2 separate regions of the Mus musculus genome follow, and region 2 is linked to region 1. Evidence: chromatin contacts called from public HiChIP or PLAC-seq data. All regions are on one chromosome and are shown on one strand. Each heading gives the region's core, a stretch centred on a gene start, on an enhancer-like site or on the middle of the called end of the contact. The rest is flanking DNA. Distances are from core to core; before and after follow the strand shown. Region 1 overlaps Skap2 (src family associated phosphoprotein 2). Region 2 overlaps Skap2 (src family associated phosphoprotein 2).

Evidence for each region. HiChIP or PLAC-seq counts read pairs in DNA pulled down with a chosen protein or histone mark.
Region 2: an H3K4me3 HiChIP or PLAC-seq map of bone marrow-derived macrophages shows a contact between it and region 1, with 2.0 times the contacts expected there. The contact joins two enhancer-like sites. A contact is called at or near these places in 4 of 39 promoter capture datasets (cranial neural crest, hippocampal neurons, macrophages and 1 more), 1 of 15 datasets of contacts at CTCF or cohesin (the NIH/3T3 cell line), 11 of 484 Hi-C or Micro-C datasets (the 3T3-L1 cell line, beige adipocytes, common lymphoid progenitors and 8 more), 8 of 115 datasets of contacts at active chromatin or transcription factors (bone marrow-derived macrophages, differentiating embryonic stem cells, embryonic forebrain and 4 more) and 3 of 9 other capture datasets (adipose tissue, embryonic stem cells and liver).

The regions. Positions count from the first base shown.
Region 1 is chr6:51,855,489-51,859,704 of GRCm38.p6, reverse strand. It overlaps Skap2 (src family associated phosphoprotein 2), which reads left to right. Exons shown (of 13, transcript NM_018773.2): 13 at 135-540. Among named protein-coding and RNA genes, the nearest start is that of Gm38811, 150 kb to the right of the region's middle. RefSeq lists an enhancer at 1,091-2,470. Within about 2 kb of position 1,639, at least 38 of the 459 cell types and tissues checked have an H3K27ac peak or open chromatin away from gene starts, as enhancers often do. A contact at or near this core is called in bone marrow-derived macrophages, where this site is marked.
Region 2 is chr6:52,004,789-52,008,620 of GRCm38.p6, reverse strand. All of the region lies in intron 1 of Skap2 (src family associated phosphoprotein 2), which reads left to right. Among named protein-coding and RNA genes, the nearest start is that of Skap2, 5.8 kb to the left of the region's middle. Within about 2 kb of position 2,515, at least 68 of the 459 cell types and tissues checked have an H3K27ac peak or open chromatin away from gene starts, as enhancers often do. A contact at or near this core is called in bone marrow-derived macrophages, where this site is marked.

The sequences.
Region 1 (4,216 bases), core at 390-2,889:
AATTAATTGAAAACCGTTGAGCAAATTTTCACTTTTGTTTGAGTAAAAATGTTTTTTCTTTCTAAGCAGGATAAATAAAGAGCATTTCTACTGAAGAAGAAAACTTAAATGTAGCTTTCTCTTTTTGCCTGCAGAGAAGTCTTGTGTCTGTCTGCAAGTGCCTTGGAACATGGAATGCCTGAGTGCCTGCTCGGAGCCACCTTCCTTTGGGTGAACATTCCTGCCTCAGCTGCCATTCGATGTAGTCACGCACTAAAGCACTCTGATGTCAGATTGAGCAGGCAGTGATGGGTTACATTAGATACAAGCAGTAGAGATAAGACCTGTTGCTGTTTTGCAAATAATAATTAGTTTTAATTTACCCGTTTGGTTTGTATGGTAGAATTCACTGTGATTGTACGTGAATCTTAGTCATTGAAGCGCCGGTGAGGGTTGCTGTTTCTCTTAGTCGCTGGGTGTAAGTTATTTTTAGAGTGCCACAAATAATTTCCTAGACTTTGTACATTTTGAGTCAATAATAAAGACTTCTTTAAAGCTGTAGAGATGACTTAGCCTGGTATTTTATTCTTCATAGAGTAATAACATGTTTTCATTAAAGAAGTTGTATAGACTCACGGGTTTACCTGCTGTAGGTAAGAAAGAATAAACCGGTGCTTGAATTACAGATAGAGGGAAAGTGGCAGCCTGCTGTCCGCTGGCGCACAGATCAAACCAGAGCCGGGTTGCTGAAAGCCCTTCAGTATCCTAATTTGATGATGGGCTTGCCAGTGTTTTCTAATATAATTTTATTTAAATTTAATGAAATCAAAGATTCATAAGAAAGCCCATTTACCATTAATACAATGGTATAAACAACTTGGGCATGTTTTCAGAGTCCGAGGCAGGCAGGTATTCGCTGACCTCTCTGACTCTATCACTGCACTATCACAATCCCACCGCTAAGTAGCAGTCCTGGCCGAAACTCCTGTGCGCTGCTCTGGACCAAACGGAAGAGACAGACTCTTGCGGGATGGCAGCAGTTGGCAGCCAGCAGTGAGTGAAGGGAAGGCTGACTTGCTCTCTGATACTGCTGTTGATGCATGGGTAAGGGTTGCAGAATCCTGACTCTTTCATATATAGTTAAAATTGGGGTGTTTTTAATCATCTCTAGAGACGGCAGGAGAGCCTTACTCTGTCTCAGATGCACCAGTGACTAGATATTTTGGAGTAAATGGGATCTACTATTGAATCATTCTAGTGCAGGTTCTAGCTTTTGCCTAATTTTGCAGGTCGGAATGCAAATGGGCTGATAATATTTTTTAAATCTCCACTATTTATGTAAAACTATATTTACAGGCAATAGTAGAGTGTTTATTTTACTGTTATACTATGTATGTTGTGATCACTCATTTTCCAAAGTCAAAGAAAAAAATCCTGTTTACCTATGTAGACATAGTTCAAGTTTTCAGAAATTACATTTGTACAGTTACTCATTTCCTACTAAAGTGTCATCTAAATAGGTTGAAATCATCTTGGCAAAAGTTAGACAGGCAGAAATTAATTCAGTGGTTCATCTTTCAGAGCCAGCATGGTTGAAAAGCCAAGCCTAGCCTATGGTTACGGGGTTGTGCCTTTAACCTAAGTGGCCAGCAGATGGCAGCAGCTTGTCGTTTGCACGTGGACCCACTTGGGAACCCCTCCCCCACCACAGCCGACTGAGAGGCCGTGTGATTTCCGTCTTCTTTTCCAGTTAATCCAGGAGAGGGAGTCCTTTGCCAACGGATGGCCCCCGTTTCCAGCACAGAGGCCGCTCTTCCCAGAGCCGTGTGTGGCCTTTGTTCTTTTCTAAACGTGAATATACATGGGAGATAGAAGACTGGAACCAAAGGCCTTTAAAATTGGGAAAGATGAGAAAACCTGCCACTCCCTGTGCTTTAAGTGCGCTTTCTGTTGAGTTGATAAACTCATCTTTGTGCTATGAAGAAGTTTCTCTCTACCCTTGACAGTACATCACATTCTCTTCAAGATCATAATAACATCATTAATGTGAATTTAAACAACAGGGCTTGTTAGAAAATATGCTAATTGTTATGTTCTCATTATGTTTGCCTAGCTTTTATTTGTTTTTCTATGAACAGTTAGAGAGCTAATTTTTCTGAAAGGTGATTGTAAGTCATATTTTATATAGCATTTTGCTTGATGGTTTGCTCTGTACTGAATTTGTACTCTGTTGCCATTAGATCTTACAATAATGTTCCACTCTGCAAATTTTTAAGGTTCAAATAAAGTTTAATTGTTTGCAAACTGTTATGATGCTAATAATTCAACAGCCTGCTGTGTTACTAATGAAATTACTTTGTTATGATTAATTTGGAGAATAGTGTGTTGATTGTAGTAATTAAGCACAACAAGGTGAAGTAAATGATGCTAATGCCATCTGGCCTCCAAACCGAATGAAGAAATGAAATAGGGCTGTCATTTGAATTTATTCAAAGAAGTAAGCATCGTGCACATGGCTCCCATGTCTGTGGGGTTTGCACTTAACCACCGCTCACCCCACCCCATTTTGACCACTTTTCGGCATATGACAGGTTTGTTTTTTGTTTTTTGTTTTTTTAATGAAAAATGGTGTTGGTTGTCCAGTAGTTGATGTGAATACTTGGTTTTAAACTGATTATTTTAACTGTAATTCAATTACAGATAATTACATACAGTACATAGGAGCGTAGCGAGGAGAATCACTTTGCAGCCATCTGTAGGTAAAGTCGGTACATGTGGGCCTTTTTATTTTCTGTCAGTGGAGAAACACTTTGGCCCTAGCCCTTCACAAGTAGCCCGGCTCCCTTTGCTTGTTTTAAAGTGTTTGTCTTTACTGGTGGAGTCTACTCTTGTTGCTTAGGTACAGCCATGAGATGTGGTACAGCCTGGAGCAGGGCAAATGGTCTCCAGTAAACACCTGTGAACTGCCTTGATACCCTACAGTAGGTCAAGACTTAAGATTTAAGAAGAGGGGAAAAAAAGAACTTGATCTTTGTACCCAGACAAACAAAAACCAAACAGCCACAATCCTTCGCAACCGGTCCTCTTTCCTGAGGCCTTAGCAGCTGGGCACCGGGTTTGTCGGTTACCGAGTGTAGCAAAAGTGTAGGTGACTGCAACATCAAGCTATAGCACTGTGCTTAGCCACGTGTTCAAGGTTATGTAACTTTTTCAAGTGAGAGGCACAGGTGGCTCAAGGAGCTTGGAGCAAGCATGTAGCTCCTCTTTCCGAGCACCCTAAGCTACCACTGCCTTCATTACCCTCAGGCAATGTCAGAGGAGCCAGCTCCCACCCTGTACCTTAGAAAAAAGCCCTGTAGAATTTCACCTTGGGTGGATCTGATAAGAATTTCAGAGTCAAGTGTGGTGGCATGTGGCTGTGATAGAGGCAAGAATATCAAAAGTCCCAGGCCAGTCTGGGCTACATAGTATCATCCTGTATTAAAGGGAATCAATAAAGGAAAAATCCTAAGAGGAAAAGTTTCACGGGTCCAATTATAATATAATTATTGTGCTTTAAAAAAAAAACCACAAAAACAAAACCAAACAAACAAAAGACCCCCTCTACCCTCTGACTTCTCAAAAGTCCTGTGATGATCATAGTAACTTGGATGTGTACAGCCCCCAGATGAGAGGAGACACTGCTGTAGATAACTCCAGTCAAACCCTTGGTTAGCATCAACCCGTAACATTTGCAATGGGGATGAGCACAGGAAACACTTGTGCTTGTGGCAAAGCTGCAGAGTCAGGCCTCCTCCCCCAGCAGAGACAGGCATACACACACACACACACACACGCACACACGCACACACGCACACACGCACGCACGCACGCACACACACGCACACACAAGTCCTCAAGTGTTCCTAACATCTTGACTTTAGATTCTGTTTCCCCAGGAATCTTAAAGGAACCTTATTTTAAGAGTCTTCCTTTTTGGGGAGGCAGAGGCAGGCAGTTCTCTTGAGTTCGAGGCCAGCCTGGTCTACAAAGTGAGTTCCGGGACAGCCAGGGCTACACAGAGAAACCCTGTCTCGAAAAAAACAACAACAACAACAAAAAAAAGTTTTCCTTTTTATTATCCATTACTCAAATGGTAAGATAGTACTGCACTTGTCTGTTTCCTGTTTATCGGCCTCAACTTTTAATATAAAAACATCACTCCTGTTAGGGTAAAAGGTGCCTCATGAAGCTCAAA
Region 2 (3,832 bases), core at 1,266-3,765, 150 kb before region 1:
TAAGTAAGGCTCTTGAAAGTATGTGCATTTTAAATTGTTAATGTAATCTTAATCAGCATTAGTTTCTTTCAAAACATCTAACTGTACTAAAAAATGAACTTTCCGACTATGTTTATCTCTGCTGATTCTCGCCTTGAAGTGCTTGTAGAGAGAAGGTAAGGACACAAGAGGAGGGAAAGGCTCTGGTGGTTTGAAACACAGTTCAGTTGTTGCCCATAAATTGAATATTAAGTGTCATATATGGGTGATAAAAGTGGCACAGGCTAGGTTTTATATCCTCATTATTTATTTAGTTTGTCCTTTTCAATTAAAGCCAAGTCTATCTTTTTCATCCTACTGAGCTTACGTTTCTCTTCCAATCACACTCTGAACACATTACATTAGGTGCTACCCAGTGGTGGGTGGGAATAGTGTAAATCTCAGACGCTGTGTTACTCACTGTGGTTTCTTTGAAGTGTGTGGTGAAAAGATTTTGATTAGATAAACCTAAAGAGGGTGAAAGATGGCCAGGCTTCTCTTTCAACAGCCCAGCCTTTTATCATAATAAACCATTTAGCTTGTATCGCCAGTTTTGAGAATTTTGTAGCAGACTGGATTATAAAACTCAGATTTGCTTCACCCCTTGCACTCGGTGATCTGTGCTTCTTCATGTCTCTTGTCATGTTTAAAAGTCCACAGTTCAGCAGTAACATGCGAAAGTGCAAGGTAATTCAGGGGAAGGCATTGGCTAGAACAATCAATAAATTTTCAATTAGCCAGTTTCCAACTTTGGGTGTTTTGCTCCATTGATCTGCATGTGCCCGGCTGAATTGATTTTTATATTTTCCTCAGTAGCTGTTTGGTCAGACCATTCATTCCCTGTTTTAACAGAAAGTGTGATTCTGTTCTGATGGCAGCTGAAAGTGTAGGCTTTAAGTTAACACATTAAGTTGGGGTGACTGACAGCTCATTGAACAAAGTAAAATCTGGTTCCCACCATAAAGTAGGGAGACATGTGGGGTTAAATAGTAAAGCCATCTGGGGGACCAGGGTTGGTCTTTACAGTTATTTTATTGATGTGAGACTCAGCAAACGGTGGCTCCCCCCAGCCAGTTCTTGCTTTCTCCTTTAGGCAGATTCAGGTCAGCACAGAGGTGTGTGTGTGTGTTAGGTAGAGAGAAGAGGGAGGTTGCCTTGTTCTCACCTCCAGGCTGCAGGTCTTCTAGGCTGTTCCAGAGTAGGGGTTTGTGAGGACAGGTGCTGAATTCTGACTGCCTCGTGGAGGAGTTTATCATTGGAAGACTTTTGTTCCTGTACCTTTTTACTGTTGGATTACCATGGAAGATGGTTTTAAAAAAAAGTGTGTGTGAGTGTGTGTGTGTGTGAGTGTGTGTGTGTGTGAGTGTGATACTTGTCCTCACTCAGTCTAAAGGAAGGCAGGGTGGCAGTTTTTCTAGGGGTTCACGTGTATAAAGAAAAAGAAAACAGAAAGGAGACTCAGTGGGCAGGGTGTTTAAGTGCTCACTTCTCAGGGGTCAGTTGTCTGCTGAGTGATTCTCTGATGTAGCTGCACAAGGATTGCTGGGCTCTCAGAACACGTCATCTTTTCATTGTGTTTTCAGACCTTAACATTTATGGACAAAGCAGTTGTAAATCTGATCTGTCAGCTGCCTTGCCCCAGACTTTTACAGCTGTTCCCACTGGATGGCTTACTCTTGACAAAGTTAAGGTGTAACAGGAGCAAAAACTTACCACCCCGTTTACTGTGACCGAGATAACTTTTTCCTGTGGCTACCTTGCAGTTGATGCCCATGGGAGTGGAGGTGATGCTTCCGTTAGATGCAGGCTGTGTGACCTGCGGCCTTTGATGGTGCCCCATCGGTCTTTTGCGTTGGTGGCACCCTCTTTTCCAGGCCTTATTGGCATAAGCCCAGTAGCCGCCTCCCACCCCTCAATCCCGCTCTTTCGTGGCTGGCGCCCGTGGGTAAAATAAAACCTCTCTTTCGGAGAAAAAGGGAGTCTCAGTCCCTGGGCTTAGGGGCCAGCCTGCGCAGGCTGACCTTTTCCTGTAGTCAAATTACCAGTTCCCCGGAATTACAGAAAGGAGTCAGGGAAATCTACATATGAACAGGAGGACACGACCTCTAAAGGAAGGTAAAAAAGGGCCATGGCGGCTTGCTAGCTCACCGCGGCAGGCTATTTCACCATTTGCAGGGCTATTTAGAGCACAATAAAAAGCTTCAAATCTCTTTTCCAACCAGCCAGAGGAGCGCTTGATTTACCCAAGAGTTTTATTGCTGCCTTTTGAAATATTACTCTGGCTTTGAGGTACAAAGCCACAGATCCAGCCCCATTTGTCTAGCGTGGCTGTCCCAAACTCAGCTGCTCTGTGCCCAGCTCTCTGTTCCCAGCTACGTGGACAAGAGCCGGAGGTTTAAGGCAGGCTGGATTTGGGCTGGTTTCTGGGGGGCAAGGCTGGGGCACCCCAGGACAGCCTGGTCCGTGATCCCTGTTCCAGGGCTGGCAAAAGCGCCAGGGAGAAAAGTCGGCAAGCTGCGCAGTACCGCTATTGCTGCCAGCGCAGGCTGGCGTACTTCATCCGTTAGATCTGACTCACTGTATATTTTAAGACTTCAAAAGCTTAAATACCAACCAAGTCTATTGGCAACCAACAATCCAGATTATTGCAGCTTTTCCCAGCTAAAATTCTCGTTAAACACCACCCCCAGCAAAGCAGTTTGTTCCCTGTATCCTTCTGGAGAATTATCGAGAAAGCCAATGTTTGGAAAACTCGTCCTAACAGTAAAGCATTTTCTAGGAAAAAGCTTGGGAATAAATATATTAAACGTGTCGCTTTAAAAGTATAGACCTTTTCCATACCTAGGCCTCCCCTTGAGAAATTCGGGTTTTTCCTGCACTTTTTCAAAAAAACGTTTTCTCAAAATAGAGGGATGGGGTCCCATTTTCCAGACACATTGGGTAGGCTTTTAGGAAACAGCAAGTTGAACATGCAGCGTCTTTGTGGTGGTTTTCTGAGTTTTTATAAAACTGAAATGACCTTTTAAAGAAATAACTCGTGGGCAGTAATTTGTTCTGTTATTGCTTACGGAGATAGAAAATAGATCCTGTTTGTTTAAACTGGGATTGCATAATGAAAATGTAAAATAGGCAATTAAATACTCGTGGAAGAGGGAATTAAAGACAAACATTGAATGAAAATAACATTAAGCCGACTGTTCACCAGTCTATGTGTCTGTGAGTCTTGCAAGTATAGGGTGGGTTGGGGAGGGCTCGCTGCAGTAGCCTGCTACTTCTTGTCCACTTTTAAAAAGTTACTGTATGGATGGATACTAGGGAAGCCAATGATCTCTTTCAGCTACAGTCGGCTTGTCCAGAGGTGGCCTGCTCCTACTCCTGTGGGTAGAAGCTGCTGCTTCAAGTTTTACTCTTTTGAACCCACATGAGAATTTGTCCCAGGTCTGCTGACCTCTGCCTCTGCCTCTGCCTCTTTCCTCCATATTTTAGGGGCCACAGAAGGAAAGAGGAGCCAGGACATTTTGCTTTCATTTCGTTTGATACTTACTTTTAACATATACTTGCTGTTAAGAGATTGTTTCATGTTTTAATCTTATTTTTTCCTTGTATTATTGGCTTAGCAAAAAAATATGCGTTTATTGTGAGTCTGTAACAGCTTCATCCATGTTCCTCATTGGAGCAAAATACTTTCTATAATCAGGAATTTAAAATTGATTAGATTCTAGGTTATATAGTAGGTTTTAAATGGTTAAATATGAATACAATTGAGATTATTGCACTTTTTAGTACTTATGTGTAATATTACATTTTGATCTTT